2 separate regions of the Mus musculus genome follow, and region 2 is linked to region 1. A link is a contact called in public HiCAR-type data. All regions are on one chromosome and are shown on one strand. The core of a region is the stretch at or near the end of the contact, and the rest is flanking DNA. Distances in the headings are between cores, read along the strand shown.

Evidence for each region. HiCAR-type assays count read pairs that join an accessible place to other places.
Region 2: a HiCAR-type map of astrocytes shows a contact between it and region 1, with 7 times the contacts expected there. The contact joins the promoter of Tmem185a here to the promoter of Fmr1 in region 1. A contact is called at or near these places in 3 of 39 promoter capture datasets (cranial neural crest, liver and pre-B cells), 1 of 115 datasets of contacts at active chromatin or transcription factors (astrocytes) and 2 of 9 other capture datasets (adipose tissue and liver).

The regions. Positions count from the first base shown.
Region 1 is chrX:68,677,124-68,679,823 of GRCm38.p6, forward strand. It overlaps Fmr1 (FMRP translational regulator 1), which reads left to right and starts at 1,418. Exons shown (of 17, transcript NM_008031.3): 1 at 1,418-1,744. The coding sequence starts at 1,694. It overlaps Fmr1os (FMRP translational regulator 1, opposite strand), which reads right to left and starts at 1,276. Exons shown (of 4, transcript NR_033481.1): 1 at 1,057-1,276; 2 at 1-2.
Region 2 is chrX:70,475,921-70,478,620 of GRCm38.p6, forward strand. It overlaps Tmem185a (transmembrane protein 185A), which reads right to left and starts at 1,260. Exons shown (of 7, transcript NM_001357750.1): 1 at 1,058-1,260. The coding sequence starts at 1,095.

The DNA of each region.
Region 1 (2,700 bases), core at 168-2,667:
AACTGTAAAAGATATAACCACACTTTATAGACCACATCACAGTTGTGACTCCATATTTATATCTTCTTCATGCGTGTATGTGTGTGTAGCATCCATGTGTGTGAGTATGGCCACACATATGCCACAAAACATGTGTGGGGGTCACAGTACAACTTCTAATGCAGTCCTTGCCTTCTACCCAGAGTCTCTCTTTTTGTTGTTCGAAACTAGATAAGGCACACTGACCTGTGAACTTCTGGGGAATCAACTTTGTGGGAGTGCTTATTTAGGCACTTAGGCCCAGCTTTCTATAGATTCTAGGAATTAGAAAATTCAGGATTTCATGCTCGCATAGCAAATGTTTTACCCCCTTGAGCCACCTCTCCAGCTCCACACTTACGGTTTTGAGAAGTTGAATTTTGCACATCTACTCCTGTAGGTTCCAATTTCAATAGTGACAGTCTTTTTGTTGCTACCTCACCAAGGACTCACTAGTACTTAGGACAGTGCTTGGCACATGGTAGGCATTCAATGAACTTCTCAGTTGGATGCAAGCCTTCTGGATTAAAGGAGCATGGGTCAGGCTGGATATAAGCCCAATACAGAGGCCAAAGGGGTGGGGAGGTGATTTTGGTTCTGCTGTAGAAGGCAAAGGCAGAGAGCTGCATGGAAAGGACCCAATGATGCACATAGACAGATCCCATGACTGCTTTACTGATGCCCTCCCTCTGGTACAGGGGGCATGTAGAAGAGGCAGAAGTCGAGTAAAAAGGAATTAACAAGTGTTCAACTCTCTCTGTCAGCTCTTTTTATTACGAATTCCAAGTAAAACTATGAACGGAAAGTGTGAGGGGGACTGTCTGAGAAAGGGATAACATTTCCTGAAGTTCTGGCACACCCTATTGGCCCTTAAAAAGTACTCAAAGTTCCCACAATACTTCCCCAAATCACTAGGTAGTAGAGCGATTTATTTTGCATCCTAGCCATAAGAGTCCCAGAAGTCAGGGTCAATGTAGTTATCACTGTTCCTAGATCAAAGTGTTCTCCAATGGAATTTATCACTTTTTTTTTACTTCCCTCCCGCCGCGACTTGCAGTTCAAACAGGTCCCACGCCAGTGCCGTGAAAAATCTACCCAATGCCCCTCCACTTCTGGTCGGGCCCCATTTTCGACAACTGGAGGCCTTTTCCCATGTCCTCGCTTCCTCCTGTACGGAAGAGGCCTCTAGTCCCCGCGGCGGGCACAGGCAGCCAGACTTAGTACTGCCCTTTACGCTTTCCCGCCTTTCACCAAGTGCGCGCGCCAAAGGGTGCGCCCTGATACCCTGAGGCAGGTACCCAGGAGGGCGCATGCGCGTGCTCCACTGCCCGAGAGGAGGCAAGGGCGGAGCGGAGAGGGCGGGGCCAAAGGGGAGGGGCTGCGCGGGTCACGTGACATCGTTTGACTGTTTACAGGAGGCGCAGCGGAGCCCTTGGCCTCAGTCAGTCAGGCGCTGGGGAGCGTTTCGGTTTCACTTCCGGTGAGGGGCCGCGCCTGAGAGGGCGGGCAGTGAAGCAAACGGACGGCGAGCGCGGGCGGTGGCAGTGACGGCGGCGCCGCTGCCGGGGGGCGTGCGGTAACGCGGCGGCGGCGGCGGCGGCGACGGCGGCTGGGCCTCAAGCGCCTGCAGCCCACCTCCCGGAGGCGGGCTCCCGGCGCGAGGACGGACGAGAAGATGGAGGAGCTGGTGGTGGAAGTGCGGGGCTCCAATGGCGCTTTCTACAAGGTAACCGGCTACCGGACAGGCCCGGTCCTCGGCCTCCCTCCCTCCCTCGTGTCCAGGGTGGCGGGCGGGCCCCTCGGGCGCGGCGGGAGCGGCGGGCTGTGGGATGTGAGGGAGCGGCGGAGTCGGGGCCTAGAGCCCGCCTCAGCGTTCCGACTCCCGCCTGAGGCCCCGGCGCCTGGCGGAACGCGCGGGTTGCCGAGGGCGGTTGAGCGGCCGAGTTTGTCAGCGAAGCGGGAATGCGAGGACAGGGGATCCGATCGGCCATGGGGCCGGTGCCGCGGGAAGTGGCGGCAGCGGCTTAGTCCAGCTTTCCCAAATAATCCTCTCCCAGTGGGTTCGGGGCCTGACACGCGGGGAGCCGTGCGGGAACCGGGGGCGCTTCAGCCCGGCCGCCGCCAGCCCTGCTGGACGAACGGCCGTTACGAGGCTTGGGCGGCCGTTAGGAGGTTTGGGCTCCGCGTTCGGCCCACAGTCCAGACTTTGGAGAGCTCCCCGGTTCTGGGCGAGGGGTGTGCAGGGAGTAGTAAGAAGCGGGCGGCAGCTCGGAATCACAATGGCAACTGCTCTTGAGTGGCCTCTTTGTGAATTTCCAAGGAGGGTTTTAGATCTAAAAGTTTCGGAAAGACCATGACATCTGAGAGAGCGGTTTCAAACGCTAGCCAGAGCCGGTATATCCACGGCCTCCGAGGCTCTTTCTAACTGGGAGCAATTCAGGGATAAGCATGTCGCGGCTTCTAAAAATATTACCAAGTCTGCTTATTTTAAATTTCCCTTTGTGTTTAAGTTCTCGAGGACCCGAATTTGTGCCACAGAACTTCAGGAAATTAACGGGGACTGTACGATTGCTACTGAATTTTTACCAGGACGGTTTGGAATGTTTGTTCTGTGCGCTGAAGTGCATAAACTTGAGTATATTCGCTTTGAGTTTTGCGGTGTTACAGTGAGCTATATTTGAG
Region 2 (2,700 bases), core at 10-2,509, 1.8 Mb after region 1:
GGACGGCCAAGCATTGCAAGCGCCTAGCCTAGGACCTCACGTACGGAGGAAGGCTAGCTTACTTGAGTGCGTGTCTTACCACTTAGAAATAAAATGAGCAGATATTCCTTTTAAATAGTAATGGACTTGAAAAATATCAGTGAAATGAACTCCTCTTGCAGCTTACTAAAGTAGAGAATCACTTGACTGCCCAACCTCAGTCTTGACTCAGTTTAGTTCCAAAGACGTTTTATAAGTGTCTACTATATGACAGATGGGTGGGAGGTGATGTGCAAGGGAACAACCAGGAAGTGGTTTCTGCTTTGGGAGCTCACAGGCCGCAGAGGGAACACTTTTACAACAGTTTGACAAGTGCAAGGACCGAGATTTATATACTTTAGCCAGTGTTTTCTCCACACTGCCCACTAGGTATTTCAAGTCTGGAAAATAAGCAGGGCAATATCTACTTCCTGCGAATAAACTTACATAGAGAAGGCTAAGAAAATGCGTTGGAGGCGATCAGGTTCACCCCCAAAGGCATTATGTAAGATTTACCATACCCTGGCAACGACTCTAAAATTTCAGTATCTCAGACATCAGTTTGACAAATAAGCGAAGAACGGCAGACAGGCATAAATCCAAGGAAAATCCCAAATGCTGAAACTAGAGGAAACATGTGCGAAGGTGGCTGGGGGTGTCAGGGTCAAGTGAGATGGCCCTGGCATAGAAAACGGGGGCAGGCGGAGCGGTGAGAAGAAAAATAAGAAAAAATAAATCGAGACAGAGAAGTTGAAATACCAATGAAAAAGGACGAGTGGAGATCAATGGGCTTCCCTCTGGGAGGACACTTCTCCAACCTCGACAACTTGGGCCACGGCGGGTTGGTACCAGTTGCGGAGGAAGAAGCGGATGGACAGACTCTGAGGCCAACACAGCTTTCCCGAGAGCAGCTGGCAGCCATAAGGAGCCTCAGGCTGGTGCCTGGGTGCTCAGACTGCAGTGCCTTGGCCGCCGCGCCGCTCCCAGCCGCTACCCGAACCCAAGCCCCAACCTGGCGTCGCCGGGATAACCGCCTCACCTCGGGTTGAAGTCCTGAAAGAGGCCCCTCAGGTTCATGGCGGAGAACTTCGCCGAGGCGTCCTCCTCTTCCCCCCGCCCCCCGCGCCGCGAAGCCTGCGCCTCACAGCGGGTTCATGCTGCCAAAGGCAGCTTCGTCGCTAACGCCGCCGCCAGGAGAAACCAGAGCAACCAACTGTCTCCCACACTCCTTCCGGCTTCCGTAGCTAGGATGCGCATGCGCTCTGAGACCCGCTCCCTGCTTCCCCCACCCCCACACCCCCTCCGCCCCAGCTCGTCAGAAGCAGGAGGTTACATTGATAGTGGATCTTTTTGCTCCGGGGTACCAGCCTGCCTGCCTCTGGGACAGAATCTCTACAAAAAGAAGAGGGGAACGTCCGGGGAGGGGAACACTGACTGGGTGGATGTCATAAGGAGGGAGAACGCCAAACGGGAGTACCTCAGTGAGATCATCACAGACACCTGTCACCTTGGCCACCTGTCACCCAGACCCATACCAGAAATTGAAGGTTTCCCCCCAAATTGACTGAATCTTGGCCTATGCCTACCAGAGTTTCCAGTAAATCCAGCCTGCATATCAACTTCCTTCCTGTGCCCCAAGCTACACAGATTTCCTGACCATCCAAACCTCACATTACCCTGCACCAGTCATCTACTCTCTCAGCCATCTTCTCATCTTGGGTTCCCACTGTCCTTAACAGCAGGTCTATTTGTCAGAATGCCTAATCTGGAGAGATGGAACTCATCCTTAAGCATCCTAATCTAGTTCAGAGTCTCCTTGACTCCTGCCTAGACTTGGTGGTCGCTTCAGATCTGGCTTCCTCCACTCCCAGACATACTATTTAGAATTGCCAGGTTTGTCTTATTGGGCAAGTTAATATCTTCAAGGCTCAGATTTTCTCCTCTATAAAAGAGTTTGTTTTAAAAAAATATACAGCCGGGCGTGGTGGCGCACGCCTTTAATCCCAGCACCCGGGAGGCAGAGGCAGGTGGATCTCTGAGTTCGAGGCCAGCCTGGTCTACAAAGTGAGTTCCAGGACAGCCAGGGCGACACAGAGAAACCCTGTCTCGAAAAAAATATATATATATACTTTTCTATCTGGTTAAGAAAATTCAGAGAGATCATGCATAGCATTGTATGTTAGATGCACAAAGAAGGTTGCTAGTTGTTCTTTTTGCCAAATCCGTAAATTCTTAAAGAATGCTCTAAGGATTCTATTTGCTTTTCAAATCTAAGAGTGGAACAACCTCATAGCAGAGGACTTAGTTTACCATTTTCAATTCCAGCCAGTTTGAACTGTTGTTTTTATGAATAATACAGCAAAACCTTAAACATTAATCTGGAATCATTACGGGTAAGAGTCATAGGTTGTTACAATAGCAGTTTCATGCAATTTTATGTTAGTGAGCCCCAGGGGGAGCTTAAGAAGATCACAATTGGGAGAATCATACTTTGCTGTGATGTATCATCTTTCTTTTGGAAACTTGAAAACATTTCACAAGTGGTAATTATGTTCCCTAACACCCACTGAGAAATGGATATTATTATATGAGCTGGTTTATGGATGAGTAACTTGGATGAAGCATTCAGCTACTGAAGCACCATGACCCTCTCTCAGAAATGTTGATCCACTTTCTCTGACC